4 separate regions of the Mus musculus genome follow, and regions 2, 3 and 4 are each linked to region 1. Evidence: chromatin contacts called from public promoter capture Hi-C data. All regions are on one chromosome and are shown on one strand. The core of a region is the stretch at or near the end of the contact, and the rest is flanking DNA. Distances in the headings are between cores, read along the strand shown.

Region 1 (5,252 bases), core at 471-2,970:
AGCAATGAAGCACAGTGGCAGCTGAGAAAACAAATCTTATAAATGGCTCTTGTCAACATGAAGAACAGACTGGCTCTCTGGCCAGGCAAGTTCAGCTGAAGTGTATTTTGAAAAACAAACCAAACTAACCAACCAAACAAACAAAAAACCGAATCCTTCTGCTTACAAAATCAAAGGCCCACTGAGGTGCCCACCATGCACCTCTCTGAATTTTCCTGGGCCACACTGGTCTTCTGGTGTCACCTGTAGCAAGAACTAGTGGTCAAAAGAACAATTCTTCTGTCTTTTCCCTCCTCCTCACAATCCTTAATAGACTCTTAAAGCACTGACCAACTTAGCAAACAGTGTGTGCCAGTTACCTGATATTCATTAGATGCAAACTAATTGGTCAAAGTAATAGGAATATAAACACAGAGAAGGCCTAGCTTAGATAGCTAAAAACATGTTGCTACTCTAAGCCCAAAATATCTTAAAAATAACTTGTCTTTATTCTATTTTCTTTAGGACACATTTTCAGCGGGTGAAAATAAGTATCAAAAATATACACTATACGTGCTCAATATATATATATTTTTAAAAAACCAAACCAAAAGAAAAAAATTTTAATTCGATCATTCGTAAAAATTGCAGTTACAGTGTTTATTTAGCAAAAATATTTTTATCTGGCTACTTAGCATCATTTAATATGCAACATTAAATAATCATTGCAGTATGTCATCAAATATAATTAGCAAAAGTATTTTTATCTGAATACATATCTTTGCATATATTCGACAATAAATATTCATTGCAGCGAGATATCAAATATAAGTTTTTCTCTAGTTTTCGTAAATTTATATGATTCCTATTTAGTAATAGAACAGTGGAGTTTTTTTTTTAACCTTCTTATTAAAGGCTAATGAACACAATTATCACTTAAACACCCACAATAACATGTTTTCCAATCTTTTAATAATATATAAAAAATAATTTAAATTCCCTTATTTTTTTGTTTCTCTACCCTGAAGTTTCAACAAATATATAACAATTCTTTGAAGGGCTCTCAGAGTGGGTTTTGCCTTGTTCCCAATGCTCCCAAACACACACATACCTGCCTATATTTGTACCCATCTGGTTTTACTGCATATTAAAAATACTAAAATTTACTCCTATTTTTCTAAGATCAGCAGGAAATTATTAGTCTCACCTTGTGATCAAATGGCTCATTTTAAAATAAATAAATGTCCGTTCCCTTAGTAAGTTCCAGAATATAAAAGCAGATATATATGATTATTTTGAAAGAAGGAAACAGTTTCAAAGAACAAACTCATAAGATGCTATTCTCTTAAGTCCCGTGTCTGGAATCGAAAATCAGACTTTAAATATTTCTTTACATTTTCAATTGTAACATAACTAAGTCCTAAGGCCACTATGCTAGATAACAGGCAACTAAAAATTGGTATCTCGTTTCACTTAAGGCAGTTCACTCACCGAACTTCAGCTCATGCTGCATACACCCCAAAAGATCTCGTCTGTCACCACTCGCTGACAATGTGCTCTAAAGTAAGAAACGAGAGCTGGATTGCAATGGTTTACTTACCTTTTGGTGTCTTGAAAAATTCTGGCAGGACTAAAATGAAGGTGATCACTATTGCCACAAATAATTTAAGGAAAGCTGTTTCTGTCATGTCTACTCACATGACACAAATGTGTTCCCATCGGTAGCTTGATAGTATGTTGCTTCCTGCTTCTCATCTCTGCTCTACTTCAAGTTCCTGAGATTCACCTCATACTCACTTCCGTTTGGGTCTGACTTTAAAAAAAAAAAAGTTACCCGGGACTGAGACTTCTTCATTTTGAGTCACTTTGCCTAATAAAGCCACCCTCTAACAAGAACTGTTGTGCTAACTGATAAACACGAAAGATGAGGAAATGGTCTTAAGAAACACAGAGGGTCTGGCTCCAGATTTAAATCTGTTTCTCATGTTTACCAATGTGTAAGAACAACATGGTACATGTAACCTACAACATAATAACCAAAAACCAAAGGACGAATGTCAGTGCTACCCCAGTTTATAAACATTGTTCACTCATTTACTTAGTAAATGATAGTTAATCTCTCTGAAAGCCAGACACTGTGCTTGGTTCTGGTGTTTGGAAGACAGTAAACAGTGCAAGATATGAGCATAAACAAGAGACTTATGAAAATTTGGGCTTCTGCTTTACCGTTGTCTCTGCAAGTGGCCGAATGGAACTTGTTAATGTTACGTCTATAAACAGCGTTTACTATGACGCAATCCACATTCTTGTTCTCCTTGCAAAAGAAAAAAAAAATCATTTGTTTTAGAGTGTAAATGAAGGATAGGGGAAAACTTTGATGAATACAGACAGCATACATGGCAAGCAAATGTTCTTACTTAGACAATGCAAGTAGTTAGCATTTCCATTGCCCCCTCACCCCACCCCCACCCCCCACCCCTCCTCTGGTTACAATAAAATGTAGCCAGTATTTCAGTTTGTACTTGGAGCAAATGTATCCTTTGCTCCCTGCTCAGTGCTGCAATTCTGTAACCAGTCCTTTCCGCTGACCCTCTTTTGTTCTCTCTCACCCTCTCCTGCGCTTTATGGAACAACAGGTGGGTGGGGAGGGAAGGGACAAAGATTAGATGCGCCAAGAATGAACTCATTTGTCTTTCCACTGGATACTACAGTTTACATACACATGGGAATCCTCAGTAAGGGGATTGGAAGACCTGAGCAGTCAAAATAGGGACAGAATTCCCAAGCCTATACTTTATTTTGAGAATATCATAAAGGATTATTATGTGAACACTAGCCAGTAGGAGTAAAGTTTCCACTTAAGGACCATCTGGACCCCTTGATACTCTATAAATATTTGTAGCCTTCAGCAATAGGGGCTTACTGTCCGGTCGTGGAGGAGCAATACCCTGCAATGTTTGTGGGGGTCTATGGGATCCCTTTGGCCAATAATTCAAAATGATGTTACTCACTCCTGGTGCTGGGAGTTGTATGTGGTAGTATATGATGTCTAGTTGAGATACTGATCCCCCTGCCCCATGATATGCTAACTCCATTTAAACTCTGTATATAAATATACATCTTAGAAAGCTTCTACAGTAGTAGAATTCCATACGACTTCTCAAAGGCCTTTAGTGTTGATGGTCCTTGGCACAGTTCCTCCTCTCCCCAGCCCTCCCAGTCCTACCCCATCATTCCTCCGATTACAACGTCCCTTTTATCCCTTTATAAAACTATATTCTATTTTCCCCTTCCTTGATATCTTAATGTCTATTCTTTCGCCTATAAATGTTGCAATAGTACCTTAAAATACTCAGTAATTCTTATATCCATATAAAAATTGATTTAATGGCTTCCTATGTTGTAATATTTCTGCCAGGTCTGTATTAGTCATTTTCGGTTGCTGTGTCGAAATGTGAGCAAAACGACTTAAGGGAAGAAAGATAAATTGGGCTCAAATGTTGAGGGGCTTCAGTGCATAGTCACGTGACTCCACTGCTGCTGGGTCTGTGCAAGGTGAGGCAAAGTATTGTGCAAAACATGGCAGAGCAACGTGGCTCACCTCGTGGTGGATAGGTCACATAGGAACAAATATATCCATTAAAAGCAATCCCCCAGCAATCTATTCCCTCTGAGAGCCCATTTAATAATTCATTCAGCTAAGAGTCCCATGGATTAATCTATTAATTAAATCAGAGCTTGCATTCTGATTCATTTATCAAAAATCTGTCAGCTGGTAGCCAAGCCTCAAACACAGGAAACTTCGTAAAACATTTTTTTTTTAGAATCAATCAAACCATTCTGACATAATGCATGACATTCCAATGCACACATGTACATACACACACACAAAGCATCACAACTGCTATTGCTGCTGCCACCACCACCTTGCTTCCTACCACTCTGATTCAATCTGGTTATCATATTTTTAGACACTTTAAAGTCAATTTTCTTGAAAGGCCCTTTGTCCTGGCTACAATCCTGTGCTCTGCACCTGGCTTCTCTGGTGGTGTCCAGATGGTGGCTATCAGGAGAGCAACAGAAGGCCCATAAATCCTAGACCACAGGCTGGCTGCTCTGAGGATACAGGGGATCAGACCCTTTCAGCCAAACTGGAACTCACTTGCTAGACATTTGTGCTATCTCTGACTCACCAAATAGTAAGAAAAATAATGTTATTGTCCATGATCATTTTTGTAGATTGCTAATCCAATTAATTTATTTTTACATTTACTGTGTGTGTGTGTGTGTGTGTGAGAGAGAGAGAGAGAGAGAGAGAGAGAGAGAGAACACTGGGCAGATACAGAGGATAACTTTTAGCAGTTGGTTCTCTCCTTATAGAGTGTGGGTCTTGGAGATCAAACTCAGGTCATCATGCTTGATGGTGTAAGACAAGTTAAACATGAGTCTTCTCTTTCAAATACTGAAAAACTTGTGTTTAGGGCAAGTGTGATGGTTTGTATATGTTTGGCCCAGGGAATGGCACTATTAGGAGGTACGGCTGTTGGCATCAAAAGGCCTGTGTTACAGATCACTCTAAACTCAGGATGTCACACATAGGTGTCACCTGTTGCTATGGCAACCACATTATCTTCCCAAAGTCCACTTCCCACACTTAACCTGCAAACAGGTTACATCACAGCATATATAAAAGAAAGACCCTTCCCCACTTTCACCTTCTTTTTCCCTTTGTCTTTCTCTTTCTCCCCTCTTTGTTTCCAGTAAAACCTCTTACATGTGGAACTGCTTTGGCCTAGTGTGTTATGTCCAGATGTAAGCCACTATTCTAACACATCAGTGGCCCTGTTGGAAGAAGTGTGTCATTGTGAGTGTGGGCTTTAATACCCTTGCCCTAGCTGCCTGGAAGCCATTCTTCTGCTAGCTGCCTTCAGAACAAGGGTTGGAACTCTCAACTCCTCCAGCCCCAAGTCTGCCTGGACACTGCCATGCTCCTTCCCCTTGGTGATACTGGACTGACACTCTGAACCTGTAAGCCAGTCCCAATTAAATGTCATCCTTATAAGAGTTGCCTTGGTCATGGTGTCTGTTCACAGCAGTAAAACCCTAAGACAGCAAGGAATTCAAAGCTTTTTATCCCTCCCACATTGTAAGACTTCTATGCCAGTTTTAATCCCGCCCACGAGTAAAGCCTGTGGTCACACAGAGGCTCCTGCTACATCCCAGGAATTTGATGACCTGAACTGTTAGTGACTCTTTTCTCCTAGGAGCAATGC
Region 2 (5,919 bases), core at 2,245-4,744, 610 kb after region 1:
TTGCAGCTTGTTAGTAGTCATGCACAAAGAAACAAGAAGAAATCAGATTCAGGCCTCTCTCCAGCCCCTCCCCTTCTTTATCTAGTGATGGGGTGGAACTGGAGGACAGAGGATGGGAAAAGCCCCACCAAGTAGCAAAGACCAGCTACAGTGCCTCGCTCGGTACCTACACATGAACATGCATGTCCACGCAGTAACCTCACACGTAAAACAAAGGCACATTGAGTGGAGCTTGACGGCACGTTCCCAACACTTCAAAGGCAAAGAGAAGTTGTGGCCAGCCTTGTCTACAGAGCAAGTTTTAGGCCAGAACCTATCTTGAAAACAACTAAAAGATTTATCTGCTTTAGACTAAGGTATAGCTCAGAGATAGAGCAGAGCCTGAGTTTAATATGTGCTCCCTGCACAAGTCCCTACCTCTAGCCCTGGAAAAAGAAATGGAAAGAAAATGGAAAAGGTGCCTTTTAATTAAAGAAACCAGGTCTTTCAAAAAGGCAACAAATGGAAACTTAAACACAGGAACACTTTAAACACACAACATTTACTGGGCACTGTGCTCAATCCTAAAATCAGGCCCTAGAAATCCATTTTATAAAGTTGCATAAGGCAGAAACATTGTCCTCGATGTTCCCTGCCTAGCCTTCCACCATGTCTGACTTTGAAGTGCACCTTTTAACACAATGGGTCTCAACCTTCCTATTGCTTCCTCATGTTGTGGTGACCTCAAACAAAATAATTGCATTGCTACTTCATAACTGTAATTTTGCTACTGTTATGAATTACAGTGTTAATACCTAATAGACAGGATATCAGATAGTTGGGGGGGGGTCTCGACTCACAGGTTGAGAACCACTGTTGTTGGCAGGGTGTGGTTATGCCACTAGTGTTTTGGGAAGTGGAGGCAGGAAAATGGTTAAGTTCAAGGGCAGGCAGCTGGGTTACTAGTCCTCTTTTTTTTTTTTTTTTTAAAGATTTATTTTACTTATATGAGCACACTGTAGCTGTCTTCAGACACACCAGAAAGGGCCATCAGATCCCATTACAGATGGTTGTGAGCCACCATGTGGTTGCTGGGAATTGAACTCAGGACCTCTGGAAGAGCAGTCAGTGCTCTTAACTGCTGAGCCATCTCTCCAGCCCACTAGTCCTCTCTTAAACAAGTCATCAAACCCATTCTTTGCCTCTCCCACTGTCCACACTGTACTTCAATAGTTTAAGATCTTTCACTAGACAACTGTTAGCCTCCTCACAGAACGTCACAGCCTACTCCCCACAAGCCAACTGTGACAACCAAAATGACTCTGAAATTGCCTACAACACCCCCTGGTGCATCAAAGTTGTCCAAAGTGACAATCACTGCTCGAAACTGATTCCATAACAAACACTGCCCTATGCAGTAGCAGAAAAGTTAAGTCCCAAAATGACAGCGCAAGATTGTTACACCAAGAAAACCGGTGCGCACACACAAACACAAACTCACAGACATATCAACAATCCCGTCCTTCAACTCTCTTGGGCATGTGTACTAAAATCATCATTTCTCCTTAAGCTCGAATTCTGAAAAATCTGTACACTGTATTAAGTTTAGCCCACTGTATAGATAGTTAAGCTCCCATTAGAAAATTACGAGAATCTAAGGGGGACAATATGGTTGTTTGTGCTCAAGTCAGTCTTTTCTTGGAGTAGATAATAATAGGAACTTTCGTGGGTAAAATCACTGTCTACACCTCAGGGTATCGAGCCCCTTAAACAACATCCACTAAATAAAATAACCACAAGGGAAACAACTAACCATGCATGCGTTCTTATGGACAGAAAATGATCACACTCTTTAAATTCCCCGTCCTTTCAGAACTTATCCAAAGATACCGCCAAGTTAGAACAGGACTTTTCCGGGGCGGTTAAGATATCTTCAAAAACTTAGTACTAAAAACTCCAAAGGCCAGGTTGAGAGTAGTCCAATGAAACCACACGAGTCACAAAAGCCATCCAGAGCGCAGATCGCCGACCCAGACCCTTACCTTCAGACGTTTGATCATTTCATCGGTGGTGATCTTGTCGGTGATCTCTTTTACTCCCGGAGGGTAAGCGATCTTCCCGTCCGCACTCACGACGCCACAGAGGGCAGTGGCAGGCTTCGGCTGCGTGAAGTCCATCCTGGGGAATAACTTTTCTCTCACAGTCCTCTACCGGCCTCTATCGGTCAGAAAATCAAAGTTCAGCGGGAAAAGGGGCGACTTTGTAACCTCTTTTTCATTTCAAAAATCTCTAATCTAGAAAGGGCCCTTTCTTCCCCCCGAGGCCGGGGACCCCGCCACTCGCTCCTTCCCTGGGTTTCGGACCCGGCTAGGCGTCCGCCACCCCCACCCGAGCCAGCCCCGGTGCCACGGGGTTCTCGGCTGCAGCAGCCCCGGCCGCGAGAGGCGCCGAGCAGCTCCCGGAGTTTCCTAGCCCTCTTTTCACAATGAAATGTATCCCCGAGCACCTAGGACGGAAGTTTGGTGGCCTCGGGGGGACATTGAGGACCCAACGGCCCCACTTGGCTCAGGAGAAGCGGCTGGGTCCCCGCCTGGCCGGTCACCTCCGGGAAAGGAGACTCGAGGCCTAGAGGGTTCAGCTTAGGCCGCAAAACTAGGTACCCAAGAGGACCCACGCGCGGCGCCGGCGCCCGGGAGCAGAACGCCATAGCCGTGCCGAGCCCCGGGCTCCCGGCGTCCCCGCCGCGCGGCCGCCCCTCCCCGGCCAGCCCGCCACCCCCGCCAGCCGCCCGAGCCCCTCGCCAGGAAGCGAAGGACCCGGCTCCGCACTTCACATTTTTGTTCCTTAACTTCAGCAACCGAGCCCGGCGGCATCTCAAGCCCCTCGGTCGCCCGGCGCTCCTCGGCACCGCCAAGGCCTGAGCCGCCGCTCCGGGCAACCCCGCCGGGCCTCCGCGCGCGCCCTCCCCTGCGGTCTCCCCTTCCGTCCCTCCCTCGCCGCCGAGGGCGCGAGCCCGGCCGCCGCTTTACCTCCTCCTCATGCGGGCGGACGGTGCAGCGAGCGCCGGGCCTCTGTCAGGTGGTTGCGCCGCCGCCGCCGCCCCTCGTCGGGCTGCACACAAAGCGGCTCCGTCCGTCCCGCCGCCGCCGCCGCCGCCGCCCGCCCGCCCCGGAGCGGCGCTGGGGCTGGCGGTGCCGAGGAGCAGCCGCCGCGGGGGGAGAAGCGGGCCGAGCGTGCGCCGGCCGGGGCGACACTGCCGCTCTCCGTCGGGCTGAGGAAGCGCAGCCTCGGCCGCGGCTCCTCCGAGAGCCCGCGCGCGGGTGCACGCCCGCGCGTCCCCCGCGCCCGCCCGGCCGCTCGCTCGCTCGCCGGCCGGCCGCCCGCACCTCGCGCCCACCCGCACCAGACGCCCTCTCGCCGCGGCGCGCTCCCGGCCCGCCCGTGCCCCGCGGAGCCTGAGCGTCGCCGCGCACAGCCGGAGCCCGTCACGCGAGCGGCGCGAGAGCCCGCGAGAGCACCGCGCGCCTCGCTCCCGCCCCTTCTTCCGCCGGCCGAGCCCCCGCCTCCCTCGAGCCCGACGCGGCCGCGCGCGTGGTGGACAGCGCCGCCACCCGTTTGGCGCCAAGACCTGCCCGCGCGGGCGCCTCCGGGGGGCCGGCAGCCGAGCCGGCGCGCGGAGGAGGAGCCCCGGTGGCGGGAAGCGGACCCCGGGAGGCGCGGCTTTGCGACACTCCCGGCCACCGCTGTCGCGGAGTCCGGGGCTCTTGAAGGCTTGGCTGGCGGGGATGTGACCGGACCGGTGGAGAAATGGTTAATTATCTGGAGAAACGGCTGCTTTCCCCTCCAAACAGAGCTCTGGAAGCCGAGGCAAAGTTTTACAACTCGGGCTGCTCATTCTCGCGTCTTCCGGAGAGTCGCCCTAGGTCGCAGCCTACGACCTTAGTTAGACTCCTACCATTAAGGTTTTCAAAGCTGCAAAATAGGAAGTTGGCATGCGATCTCAAGCTATGGTGCCGGGGCTTCTGGCCTCCCAGTCATTTTGGGTACAGGCTGAAAACACAGACTAGGGTTCCTGATAGTGAAGCCCAGAAGAAGAAAGAGGGAGGGTGTTTTTAGAGATTTACAAATTACCTATGTGAATCTGAGACCTCTTTTTTTTTTTTAAGTTGTGAATACACCAAAGCTCTACTTTTTCTCTCCTCCAAAGGAAAGGCTTGCCAAAGAAAACTTAGTGCAGCGGTGCTTGAGCAATTTAAGGTAAATATTGAAGCGAATGAACCTGAACAATACACACATAATTTCAGGAAACCACCTTTTAAAACAATAAGCAAGCCGGGCAGTGGTGGCACACGCCTTTAATCCCAGCACTTGGGAGGCAAAGGCAGGCGGATTTCTGAGTTCGAAGCCAGCCTGGTCTACAGAGTGAGTTCCCGGACAGCCAGGGACAGCCAGGGCTACACAGAGAACCGTCTCAAAAAAACAAAAACAATAAGCAGAAGGGGGTGATGGTGGTGCACGCCCTTAATCCTAGCATTTGGGAGATAGAGGCAAGCGGATCTCTTGAGTTCAAGGCACCCTGGTCAATCGAGCTAGCTCCAGGACGTCAGACAGCCAGGGCAACAAAGAACCCCTGTCTCAAAAAAAGTAAAAAATATTAATAATAATAATGAAAAGAGGAAGAAGCTAGGCCGTTATGGTTCACGCCTTTCAACGGGAGGCAGAGGCAGGCAAATCTTTGATTTCGAGGCTAGCCTGGTCTACAGAGTAAGTTCCAGGATGGCCAGGGAAACCCTATCTCAAAAAAACAGAAAGAAGAAGCTGGCAGCAATTGAATTTATACATTGTTCTTTAAAATGCCCACCTTTTAACTGGCCTATGGTTGCAGCTAAATCAAAAGATTTAGGCAAGAGGATTTTTTTGAACTCAAGATTTCCAGTAATATGAATATGCTAGTAATACGTGGCAGGGAGGAGCCAGGTCTCCTCTGATATGCCAGTGGTCCCAGAACTTGGAAGGCTGAGGTAAAAAGATTTGGGAGACCTAAAGAATAAAAACAGGAGGGGAAAAAATGTATTGGTTTTTTTTGTTTGTTTGTTTGATTGGTTTTGGCAGAGTCCCACCATATCCTGAGGCCAGCCTGGAACTTACTATATAGCCCAGGCTGGCTCCTCAGTCTTCCTGTCTCCATCTCTGAAGTACAGGGATTGCAGATAGGCACCCTTATGTGCCATTATGCCCAGCAACTATCCATTATTGAAAGGTATTCTCATATAGGAAGGTAAAAATATAATATGCAGTGTATTACTTTGTTATTATTTCTCTAAACCACTGTTTCACCTTTGTGGAGACAAACCATCACCAAGGCAATTCTTATGAAAGAAAACATTCAATTAGGGCCTTTCTTACAGTTTCAGAGGCTTGGTCAACTACCCCAAAGCATGAAGGGAGGCAGAAGAGAGACACTGGGCCGAGCTTGGACTTTTGAAACCTTAAGGCCCACCCCCATAGCTACACTTCCTCTACAAAGCTAAACCTCCCAATCCTTTCAAATAGTGCCGGTTTTCCTGGCGACTTGTAAACCTGGCCGGCCATTCTTATGCAAACCTCCTATAGAGTATAACCTTGTAAGCTTTCAAAAGATAGTAAACCCTGAGATTTGTAACCTACTTGAAACAATTGCAATACTCTTTAGTGTCTGTAACCCAAGCCAGCCTTACTTTGCAGCAATACTCCTCTCAATGACTACGCCATATTTACATTTTTACTTAATTTTTATATTAAAAGAAAAAGTTTATCGGGTTACTTATAAGAATTTGGATGAGGATCTTTAGGAACAAGAGAAATCACAGGACAAATTGCAATTTACAATAGGAAGTTTTGCTTTTGCATTATTCAATACAGTGGCCACTAGCCATGATCCTAGAGAAATGATGACTTTTT
Region 3 (5,760 bases), core at 1,679-4,178, 780 kb before region 1:
CTTGTGAGTCTCAGAAGTGGTTTTGATTGACTGGCTGGCTGGCTGCTTGGTTGGTTGGTTGGTTGGTTGGTTGGTTGGTTGGTTGGTTGGTTTTGTTGTGGTGGTTGGTTTATGGGATTTTTTTTTTTCTTTGTATCCCCAGCCATAATTTCTGCCTGGGTAGTGAAACTAGACTAATCCTATATAAATCCTTAAGGTATATAATTCCATTTTGTGTGGCTGTTTAGTGAGTTCCTGGGTAAAAGTTTACCTGGACAGATATCTCCATTATCAAAATGACAGGAACTTGGGAAGTTTAGATCTTTTGTAAGCCACTGTCTAGATTTGAAGTCCTAAAGATTCTGAGTGGGAAGTCTGTGTATACCCTCCCAAAGGGAGGCAGGCTGTGGCAGGAGGGTCACTCACGGTGCCATTCCTTAATGCAGTTTTGGAATTAGTGTGTCTCATTGAGCACTATGCTTGGTCACAGGTTTTTGTCTTTGAATAGGACGCCGAAGCTTGACTAGAACTAAAAGTTACTAAGACACCAGATCTTAGGAATAAACTCTCAGAAGGTGTTCTGCCCCATGAAGCCCTGCTGGCTAGAACTCTCTGCCACTCTTCTTAGCTAGTGTCACAGTCTTAGTGTCACACTCTTCTTAGCTAGATGTCCTCCTCATGATCAGGAGTCTGTGAGTTACCACAGCACTGTACACGAGGAATACAGTGCCTGCTGCTGAGAAGGGCACAGACTGCTGAGATGTCAAAGGAGAAACGTAGACGTTACTTTTGATCAGGAGGAAGTGAACTGAAGAAATAAAGCCCTGGATGTGATGGTAGCCCAGCTGTTGGAACAGCTGCCTAGAGAAGAAGCCAGTGCTCTTCTGTTCACAGTATTGCCACTGAGAACAGGTTGTGTAGTCAGGGTGTAGTGAGCAGCTTTTAACAGCTCAGTATTAAGCTTTTTTCTACTTCATTCTTCTAGTGTGTGTGTGTGTGTGTGTGTGTGTGTGTGTGTTTGGCACGGGGCCTGCCCTTACGAGTGGTTTGTAAACCCCGTGAGACTCCATTGGAGAAAACTAGTGTTTCATTTGCCAGTTGTTATCAATTAGAGATAACTTCTGGGTTAGGGATGAGGGCTTGTGTCCACTTTTCTCAGTCCTGGGACCCATCTGGCACAGACTCCTGCAGGCCGTGTGCATGCTGCCACAGTGTAGAGTTCCTATGTACATCAGCCCTGATGCGTTTAGAAGGCCTTGCTTCTGTGGTGTCCCCCATCTCCTCCTGCTTTTACAGTCCTGCCTCCTCTTCCGTAAGGTTCCCTGAGCTCTGAGGCGAGGGAATCGACCTTCTGTTTACAACTGAGTGTACATCATCTGGATGTGGCTCTCTGTATTTGTTCCCATTTACTGCAGGAGGAAACCTCTGTTTACTCAGGGCATTTATTTATTTACTTTATTTATATTTTTAATTTTTTTTAATCTATGGGTCCTTTATGTACACATTATGGCTTCAGGTTTTGTGGTTTTATGGGATTCCTGTGTGTGTTTCTTGTGGTCATTCTTTGGCTCTTTTTCTTCTGTTTGTTTGTTTTGTCCTATTCCAATTTGTTTCTTCTTTTATTATTATTCTTTAAATGCCTGTTTGTTTTCTAATGAGAGTCAGAAAGAGAGTAAATTCGAATGGATGGATCTCAGAGGAGTTGGGAGATGGGAGATCATAGTCAGAATATATTGTATAAAAATAATAAAACAATAAAAGAAAAATAGAAAATAAATACCTTGTGTATATCAAAAATATATAAGAAAATATAATAAACATTTAAAAATTAAAATTAACAATATTTTATGGGCCTGTGAGATAGTCTAATAAGCAGAGATGCGTGCCACACAAGCCTGATGGCCTCAGAACCCACAGCGGGAGCGAGAACCAACTCCTGAAGGTTGTCCTCTGACCCCCATACGTGCCCCATGGCGCACACACACACACATGGCTGGGGGAGGGGTAGTCATAACATTACAAAGTGTGGTATCAAGAAAATGACAGCTGTGTATTTGGGGACCTTTGTTGAGAATTGAGAGGTGACTAATGCTCATTCTGCGGCTCTTGAGGCTCAGTGCTTTTTAGCCAGTCCTGCAGGTGGCAGCCCAGGGAAGTGAGACCTGAGATACACCTATAAGGAGAGAGAGGTTGGTTGCTCTCAGGCATGTTAGAAGTCATGAGTAGAGTTGGTGACATAGGATCAGTATACCTCAGAAACAAAGTGCCTGCTACTGTGCCAGGAATGGCTGACAGACCTGCATGAGCAGGGGAGTGTCTGCTGGGTTGCCTTGGTCACCTTGCCAGGACTGTGCTGTGCCCACTGTTGACTTTACCAGGCTATGGGCAGTGTTTGTTCTGCTGCTCTTACTGCTTTGCTGCTTGGGTTCATATATCTTACCTCTGTTTAACCTGGGATGTTTATCTTGTGGTCAAAGTGTAATCAACTTTCTAAATTTAACATAGGAAGTGTTAATCCGTTTATTAGCCTTGCTATACCTATATTGTTGAGAAATAATCAACAGTAGCAAGTTGATTGCTTCAAAATATTTAGTAAGCTTGATAGCAGTGAATTGAGTTGGGGCCATTAAATATAGAAGCTAGGTCAGATAGGACCCAATCAGAGCGTTGACTGTGTAAACAAAAACTATATTACTCTGTGTTTTTTTTTTTTTTCATACACTTCTTATAAGAGGCTTAAGCTGTGGGGTGGGTGAGTGGCTCTTGAGATTGATCAGATTCAAGCTGACTTGCATGCTCTTCAGAGGAGCACACATGGCAAAGTCTTTCTCTGGCTAAGTCAATTTTCTGCTTTTGGAATCTATAGATACAATACTAATTACTATTCTGGAAGTGTTTCATCCCAGACAGACGTTAGCCCCATTGTCTAAATCTGTAGACACTTGGCAGCTGGGACTGTGGGTTTCTTTCCCAGTGACACAGATACGCTGTCCTCGTTTGCTTTCTATTGCTGTGCTTGGGGAGGAGGACGTTTATTTGACTTGTGGTTTATAGTCCATCATTTCAGCACAGCAGCTGAAGGCAAGAGCTGAAGCAGAAACCCTGGAGAACTGCTTTGTTCTGCCTGGCTTCCTTCGCATGCCTTGCTCAGCTACCTTTCTTAACCTTGGGCCTCCTACCCAGGGATAGCACTGCCCCACAGACAAGACAGCTGGGCCCTCTCACGTCAATCACAGGCAGTTTTCCAATTGAAAATCAGTCCCCAGATGACCCTACCTGTATCAATTTGATAAAGATTTTTTTAAAAAAATTAAAAAACAGCCAGCACTCACACATCACATCTCTGCAGGGCATACAGCCCCCTGCTGTACCTCTACATAAGGTCACTTTCCCTGTATTTTAAAATAAAGCTGTGAACAGCCTAGTGGAGTACAGCATAACATTGGCCCAGGCATGCCAGTGCTTATCAGACTACTTCATCTAAGATAATAGTTTATGCCTAACTAGTATTACAGAGTTATATAGTCTACAAATCCATGGTGATACATTACATCTTAAATTGTAGTTGAAGCCCTTTCAACTTACACTGTTTTTCTTAAGTTTGTTGTAGAAAATAATTTAAAGTATTATAATTTTTCTTAAATCTCTTTAAGCATAAGGGTCATTTAATTTCTGAGCCCTTGAAAGTTTACTTTCCCAGCTAGCTTACAAGGGATGGTAATAGTTTGCAGGAGATTTGTGGAAGGGTCAGGGGGAGGAGTTTGGGAGCCTGGGTACTGAGTGCCAGGAGCTTGCCCTGCCCTGTGGGTATACCTCAGAGCTGAACAGCAGTCATAGTGTCAAGTTAGTTCATGTGGTCACTGCTTTGTTGGGAAAATCCTGCAAAGTACATGTGATTTCATTCTGTCCTGTTTGCCTCAGTCCAGGATGGGTGTGGACACGAAAGCTTTTCAGTAGTACTGTGAAGGCTTAGGTGTCTGTAGCTATGGGTCTTGCCTTAGCTGATAAGGCATTTCACAGGCCACTGACTGTAGGCAGCAGTGTCCTTGGGAATTTGAGGCAGGGGATGCTACAATAAGATCCTTGGATTAAGCCTCTGGCCAAGTCTTCTGGCAGCTTGGGGGGGGGGGGTGCTGTGTGAGGTTCTGTGGACTTGAGATGGAGTTCTGGTTGTTTGCTGGGCAGTATTGGGGAACACAGACATGCTTATGGCAAAGGTCACTGCTAATGAAGCCACTGGTACTCAGAGCCCAATGCTGGCCCCTGTCAGCCTAAGGAGGCTAGTGATGATCCTGATGTGCCAGATGTGGTGAGCTCAGCTCTAGTGACATGCTTTCTCATATTGGGGAGTTTTGAAAATATGAGACCCTAAAGGCTTTCTTCACTGGTTTCTAGTTTCTATTTGGTAATTTGTGTGATTCTCATTGAGGCTTTGGTCTTTCTTGGTGAGATATCATAGCTAGCTTTAGCTTTCTAAGATGCCTTGTGTAAGGGGATCTCTGCTACAGATATGTCACTAATGGTTGACAACACCTACATGAGGCCTGCCTCTCAATAAGGAGGACCTTAGACTGTCTCTGCAGCTTAGTGAGCAGAAGTTACTGGGACTCTGCCGGGCCAAGCAGTGGGAACACCAATAAGGCATTGAGAAGAAGTGGGTAAACCTTAGGAGTAAGGCCAGAAGGCCATGATGGGAGCGAAATCAAGGCAATTTCCTAGGCTTTTCGTATTTGTTCCATCCAAGTCCTGACCAGGCGTGACTCTGCCTGAGGGTCTGGATGGGGCATAGTAAGGGTGAAATGGCTGAGGAGACATGCCAGTGTGTCTAAGAGGAGGAATGGGTGGGTTCCGTGTGAGCTGTGCTGTTGGCTACAACTCGGGAGCTCCTGCTCACCTGCCCTCCCTCACCTCTTCCAGCCTCTGAAAACGATTTGCTGAACAAACGCCTCAAGCTTGACTATGAAGAAATCACTCCGTGTCTTAAAGAAGTCACTACAGTGTGGGAAAAGATGCTTAGCACTCCAGGAAGATCCAAAATTAAGTTTGACATGGAAAAAGTGCACTCAGCTGTTGGGCAAGGTGAGCTTTACCAGTTGCTATGTGGCCAGCCTCACCCTCTGTGATGACGAGAAGGGTGGAATAAGGGTACTTGCAAGTCTGGTTTCTGTGGTAGGCTGGCCTCTTCATCTTTACTCACAGTTTTTCCAGATGTCTAATTGATTGATGTAGGTTCCATCACCTTTCGGGATCTTAGTTACATTAAATAAAATGCCCGGAAAACCAGGCACCAGTATGTTGATAGGAAAACTCCAGGCTTAGTTGCCTGTGAACTCAATAAGTGATGAGTTAAATAGGAAACTAAAAAGGAACTGTGTGGTTTCTTGCTGGTTGGGTATCCCAGGGAAACAACAGAGCGCTCAACTCGCCTTCCAGGCCCGTGTCCGGGTTTGGACCTCAGTCCAGGTAGCTTCTTGTGGTGTAATCTTAAGCAAAGACCCACCTCTCTGGGTGAGCCCCACTTGGTTTTTACATTTTTCTAAAAAGCTGTATTTGTGTGTGTGTGTGTGTGTGTGTGTGTTGGCACATGTGAGTGCCAGTGCCCACTGACGTCAGAGGTTTTGCATCCCTGGAGGCTGAGTTATGGGTAGTTGTCTTTACCTCATCCTGAAATCAAATGAGGTCCTCTCCGAGAGCAGTAAATGCTCTTAGCTGCTAAGCCTTACTTAGTACACATGGAAGACATGGGTGGTGATGCTGGCTGTGAAAGTAAGTGACCTGAGA
Region 4 (5,999 bases), core at 2,944-5,443, 600 kb before region 1:
GAAGAGCTATTTTAATTTTTAATTTTTTTAAAATTTAAAGTAAAAAAAATGCTATATTTAAAGGTTCCTAGCCTCTATGGATGCCTCGGTGCTAGACTGTGAAAATGCCTTCTAGGTAAAGATAACATCAGAGGCATCAGAGGAAAGCATGATAAGAAGATAAAGCCTACCTTGTGTTTGTAAAATCACTTGTTAAGATCTGGGAATATCCAGGCAGTGCCTTGGGGAACAACTGAGAGGAACAACAGAGGCTTCTAACGAGGCTAAAGGTCATACTCTTGTGCAGTCCCCAAATCCCCATGGCAGCCTAACATCCAAGAATGATCTTCTCAGAAGACCCATGGTCGTGGTCTTAACAAATGTAATGAGCATCACTCATATTTCCAGAGGAACCACAACTTTTATAGACTTAGCGAGGCCATATCTAACGAGGACTCAAAGAGACATGGACAATTTAAAGTGAAGAGGCCTCTGAACTCTAGGAAGAAGGGAAACCATGAAAGCAGAAAATATGGACTGTGTGTATGGAAAGACACTCTAGAAAGCACAGAAGGAGCCGAGAACCAGAGGGACCTATTCTCTGGCTCTGGCTCTTAATCAGGGAGGGACTCCTGCAGGTCCTGATGAAGTTCTGTTCTGCTATGGACCAGTGTGTCTTGTGTGATGGCTATCTTTCTCCTCTGTGTGTCATCCCCTCATGCTCTCCTTGAATATTGAGTTTCATGTTAGGTTTCAGCAGACAGATAACCTATGTCTTCAGAGCCTAGGCCACAAACAAACCCCAATAACAACTAAAACTTTTGTGTGAAACCAAAAGGGAAATTGAAAAAAGTCTTGAAGACCAGTGAAAAAGGAAATAAAGCAATAACAAACACAGGGTGCGGCAAAAGAAATCCAGGGTTTTAGGAGTCAAGAAATGGGCTTGAGTCTCCCTAGGCTTCTGTAGAGGCAGAGCTGAAGCAATGCTGAGATGGGAGTGAGAGACTTGGAAGGGATACAACTCTGCACGTTAAAAGTCACAAATCAATGGGTGCCTAAGGTGAGTCTCGTGTCCCAGGTCCGAGATGGCCTTTGGTGACCTGATTCATGTTAGTGCAGACAGACCTCTTCCCCAGTGAGTGGGGTTGGTCTGTGTAACAGAATATTTCCGAAGGAAGGCATGTGACTCCAGTGACTAGGTTAGGAAATACTTAGCAGCTTCTACGCCTTGCTTTGTTGGATCACTTACTGTGTGAGAAATCAGCTGCTATAATATGGCATATCCATAATATGGGGATACCCAAGCAGCTGTATGCTCCATATGCTCCTGAAATTCTAACTCAGAGCAGAGAGATAAAATGTTCATTGTTTCACTGGGAGACTAAGTTTTATGAAAATATTGTATGCAGCAAAGGATACTCAACACAAATAAAACTGACATGTTTTCCAAATCTTTAGAAACTGAAGTTCCATGACAGCCCTAACTTTAGTAGGTACATTTCTTGTCACTGTAACAAGATGGCTGGCAGAGACAGTCTAAAAGAAGTAAATTTTTTGGCTCGTGGGTTTTTGTTTGTGTTTGTATAATATAGTATTTTAATTACCTCTCTGAGTTCGATGCCAGCTTGGTCTACACAGTGGGTTCCAGGGACAGCCAGGACTACATAGAGAGACCCTGACTCAACAAAACAAAACAAACAAATAACTATTTGTGTGAAGCCAAAAGAGGGTTGTTTTTGTTTTGTTTTGATCTACCAATGAAAACAGAAATGTAGAAAATGGAAACACACAGGACACAAAGAAGTCCCGAGAGGAAAGTTGATGGTGATACATGCCAATAATGAGAAAAAAGAAAGATCTCAAATAAACGACCTGATTCTATATCTCAAGGAACTAGAGAGAGAGAGAACAGGAAGAAAATCAATACGAGATCTAGTAGGATAATATACATAGGACACGCCAGAGCATAAATAGATGAAGAAGCAGTTCGAGAATCAACATGTTGTGGTGGAGCATCAGTTATTCCATGAACATCACAGAGTAGAAACAGCGGTGGTCCAGTAGCCATGGCAACAAAACAAGCAGAAGAACACAACAACAGCTAGGTGTGTAGTAACAGTAAGGAAGTTATTGACAAGATGCTGATGGAAAGTATACTCAGAGTACCCTTGCTTGGGATTCTAGCCATTCCGTTTCCACGCCTTCCCCAGCAAGTGATCTTGGCAGATGCTTGAGCCCACAGAAGTAGAAGTGTGATTCAGGGATGCAGCTTCCATAGGGTTCTTATCCAGGATGGGATGGCATGTTGCAGTGATAAAGCTGTTTAGACATCACCCACACTTCTGTTACGGTTCATTCGTGCTCCTGTAAGCTCAATATACTAACTAGTTCAGCAAGCTTGACTTGAGTGGGCTCATTACCTTGGTCTGTCCCAATCTGGGGCAAATAAATGTTTATTTATCTCTTCCCAGAAGAAGAAATGCAACAAAACAGAAAAGATCAGTGAAACTTGAAGCTTTTTTTTTTTAAAGATTAAAGCGAACAAACTTTTACCTAGATTAGTAAGAGGGAAGAGTCAAATAAGCAATTGACATCATAAAATGAAGAAGACGTCACAGTTAGTACTGCAGAATCACAAAGCCTAAGAGACTGGGGTGAGCAGGATCTTCAACAAGCCGAACAACCTAGAAGAGATGGACAGGTTCCTCAGAACGACAGCCTAACAGGATGGAGCCACAGACAGAGACTGACGGATTAGTAACCAGTGTGGAGATGGAAGTATCTCCAGGACCTCACCCCGGCTTCCCAATGGTTCCCTGGTTCTTGTGATCTCAACTGACCTATTGTAGATGCTATAGGTAAGGTTTATTACAGAGTAATTGGAAACACTCTCACAGAGTGAGACTAGACAATGGCCAGAGAGACCATTACAAGGAGCTACACATTTAGTGTGACTCATAGCACTTTCTGAAGTCTCTGGGGGCAGAGAGCTTTCCCAAGGGGCATTTTCCTGCTTGAGTGACTGACAGGCCTATCTAGATGAATTCTTCAAGAGGAAGACAGTAACAAGTCTTTGTTCCTTACCAAAAGGCCTCCAGCAATCTTGGGATCTTTTTGGGTAGTTCAGACAGTCTCTCTTCCCCATGGCCAAAGATATGACTCTCACCCCATTTTTTTTTTCTGAAATCATGCATCAGCACAGATTAGCAAGAAGTAAAGAAAGAAAACTAAGCAAGTATAAGGAATAACCATGCTTTCTTTAGCAGAAGCAGGAAGGTCTTCCCTGCCTGGACCCCAAGAAAGCATGCTATGTCCCCCTTTCTCACCTATGTCTAATCCATAGTCCCCCGTCGTGGGATCTTAGATCTTGGGGGCAACTTGATATCTTCTCTCCATTTCCACATGCCTAAGAAGGTCAATTATGATGTTTCCCCCCTTTTATAAAACAGAGAGGCAAGATGGCGTCCAAAGCTGATTATGAAGGAGGAGGTTCATCCTCAGCAACCTTCAAGCTTGCTCATTTCTAAGTAGCAAACACTATCAACAATCATGAAGTCTGGAGCTTAGAAGAATGTGGTAATGTGCAGGACTAGAAGGGAGGGAGCCCTGTTTCGAGGTTGCATCCACACTTTTAAACTCTCCTGAAGTCTCTATGATAAGAGGAATCTAACCGAAACGATTGGCTTGCAAACATCTCGGCACTACTAAGTACAACACACACAGGGCCATTCTATCAAAGCCTTGAGTTAGAGGTCCGCTCTGAGAACCATGCTCTGCAGACCATGCTCTGAGGACCACGCCCCGCTGTGAGAAAAACAGAGCCGACCTCACACCTTGGTACCTCCCCGTCTTCAATAGATTAAAAAGGACTGCAGCAAGAGCTTGCAAGCCTCTCTCTCACTTCCTCTCTCTTGCTCAGGAGAACTGTGAGAACTAACTGTTGATCTGAAAGCAACCATGATTTGCTACAGAGGTGCGAGCTTGCACAGAGACCTGTGAAATCCCACAGAACACAGGAAGTGTCTAATTCCGCTGGATCGGGCTGGTGTCAAGGCAGCTGACAGCTTCAGAGCCAAGAGCCTCCAGAATCCTTTTTGGTAAGGAATGTCAGCTACAAGGGGAATCCCTACCTCACCATCTACACAGAGTTCAAAGGAAATGCAGATTTAATCATTTGGTTTCTGTGTGACTTTCAAGTCAAAGTGAAACTAGAATGTGAATATCAGAGCGTGTGAACCTTTTTGGTACGAAGCCTGGGTTCCCCTCTTACTGCTGCGGTGTGTAGAGGATTGTGCAATGTAATAGCAGCATCCAAGATACACAGGGTCTCTGCTTCGACTCTCAAGATGACTGCTGATGCTCGGAGCTGAGCTGCAGAGTGCAGCAGCTCATTGTTTGGGCCAGGAGTGTGCACGTGAAAAATGACTCGCCGCACACTCTGCTTCCATTCTGGTGCTCCGGGAATGGATTGACTTCAAAGAACTCTTTAAAAATTAAAGTTAGGGGGACTGGAGAGATGGCTCACTGGTTGAGATTACTGACCGCTCTTCCAGAGGAGCCAGGTTCAATTCCCAGCACCTATATGGCAGTTCATAACTGTCTGTAACTCCAAGATCTGACACCCTGATGCAGACATACATGCAAACAAAACACCAATGCACATGAAATAAAACTAAACTTAGAATGCCACCTAGCAGTAGTGAAACTAAGTTCAATCCCCAGAGCCATTAAATAAATATAATGCATGTATATGCATATATACATATACATAATCTATTTATAATTTATATTTCTCCATTGGTGAACAAAAGTTAGAATACATGTTCATTGTTAAAAATAAGAAACAGAACACGGGTGATGACCAACCTAAACATCACCAGTGTGGTCTTACACAAATAGGTTCCCTTTTCTTATTTCATTTAGAAACCCACTAAGCAATTGGTGTAATACTCCATTTAGAGCAAGAACACCACAGAGTTGTCTCTGATATCCACATAAATGCTATGACATGCTTGCCTCCCTATATACACACATCATGTATGTGTGTGTGTAAACACATACACACACACACACACACACACACACACACACAGAGAGAGAGAGAGAGAGAGAGAGAGAGAGAGAGAGAGAGAGAGAGATATTAAAAATAAATCTAGTACCAGAACCTGAGTTTGATCCCCCAAACCATGTAAAAAAAAAATCCAACCATGTGATGTATGCTTGTAATTCTAGCTCAGGGGAGGGAGAGCCAGGCAGACAGATCCCTTTGTCTGAAGAAAGAAAGTGGATGTCTCCATGGAAGGACACCTGAAGTTAACCTCTGACCCCCACAGGCATGCACATGCATATGAACATGTACCCACACACATGAACATACACAGGAAAACACTTCTCTTACGCCATGCATACCATAATTTGTATAAAATTCCACCATAAAGGAGAGCTGGTTTCAGCTTCCTTTATTATAAACTATACTGCAGCAACTATATGTGAATACACATTTTTTTCTGTTTAGCATCAATTTCGTACTATTAAATTTTCAAAAAATTGAAATTAAGACCAAATTTCAGTGGTTTTTAATGTTTCATAATTAACTTTGCTTCTTTACCATGGCTTTAAAAATATTTATAAAGGGCTGGAGAGATGGCTTAGCTGTTAAGAGCACTTGGCTGCTCTTTCAGAAGTCCTGAGTTCAAAACACCAATGCACAGAAAATAAAAATACAAAATAAAACCCAACAAAAACCTATAAGATACCAATTATGAGGACAAACTTGGGGTCTCAAACTTTATAAATACTTCTTGAAACATGCAAGACTGCCTTGGTAAGTAGGCCACTTAACCAGTGGGAAGGGACTGTGTCCGGCTGCCCTCAGCGAAAGGCAATGGTCTGTGTTCCCAAGGTCACCAGGCCCCTTTGTCCATTCTTCCCGTTAGCCCCAGGGTGGCCACCTTGGTGAAATCTCCTATTTCTGTTTTCACCATAATCCATTTTTAAATTTGTGTTTCAGGAGAGGCAGC

What was found. Promoter capture Hi-C pulls out the DNA fragments that hold promoters and counts their contacts. Capture Hi-C pulls out chosen DNA fragments and counts their contacts.
Region 2: a contact with region 1 is called in a promoter capture Hi-C map of adipose tissue. The contact joins the promoter of Pds5a here to the promoter of Tmem156 in region 1. A contact is called at or near these places in 5 of 39 promoter capture datasets (3T3-L1-derived adipocytes, the HPC-7 cell line, hippocampal neurons and 1 more), 1 of 484 Hi-C or Micro-C datasets (LSK cells) and 1 of 9 other capture datasets (adipose tissue).
Region 3: a promoter capture Hi-C map of liver shows a contact between it and region 1, with 2.7 times the contacts expected there. The contact joins the enhancer-like site here to the promoter of Tmem156 in region 1. A contact is called at or near these places in 6 of 39 promoter capture datasets (cranial neural crest, embryonic stem cells, hippocampal neurons and 1 more), 1 of 115 datasets of contacts at active chromatin or transcription factors (acute myeloid leukemia) and 1 of 9 other capture datasets (adipose tissue).
Region 4: a promoter capture Hi-C map of hematopoietic stem and progenitor cells shows a contact between it and region 1, with 5 times the contacts expected there. The contact joins the enhancer-like site here to the promoter of Tmem156 in region 1. A contact is called at or near these places in 7 of 39 promoter capture datasets (the 3T3-L1 cell line, hematopoietic stem and progenitor cells, hippocampal neurons and 4 more) and 2 of 115 datasets of contacts at active chromatin or transcription factors (acute myeloid leukemia and memory CD8 T cells).

What each region holds. Positions count from the first base shown.
Region 1 is chr5:65,089,889-65,095,140 of GRCm38.p6, forward strand. Tmem156 (transmembrane protein 156) reads right to left here and starts at 1,721. Exons shown (of 6, transcript NM_001370814.1): 1 at 1,580-1,721. The coding sequence starts at 1,667.
Region 2 is chr5:65,694,742-65,700,660 of GRCm38.p6, forward strand. It overlaps Pds5a (PDS5 cohesin associated factor A), which reads right to left and starts at 3,495. Exons shown (of 33, transcript NM_001081321.3): 1 at 3,009-3,495; 2 at 2,022-2,196. The coding sequence starts at 2,156.
Region 3 is chr5:64,311,458-64,317,217 of GRCm38.p6, forward strand. Tbc1d1 (TBC1 domain family, member 1) reads left to right here. Exons shown (of 22, transcript NM_001310611.1): 16 at 4,897-5,058. Among named protein-coding and RNA genes, the nearest start is that of Gm38634, 57 kb to the left of the region's middle. Within about 2 kb of position 2,929, at least 59 of the 459 cell types and tissues checked have an H3K27ac peak or open chromatin away from gene starts, as enhancers often do. A contact at or near this core is called in liver, where this site is marked.
Region 4 is chr5:64,483,993-64,489,991 of GRCm38.p6, forward strand. No RefSeq gene overlaps it. Among named protein-coding and RNA genes, the nearest start is that of Gm52815, 8.7 kb to the right of the region's middle. Within about 2 kb of position 4,194, at least 114 of the 459 cell types and tissues checked have an H3K27ac peak or open chromatin away from gene starts, as enhancers often do. A contact at or near this core is called in hematopoietic stem and progenitor cells, memory CD8 T cells and neutrophils, where this site is marked.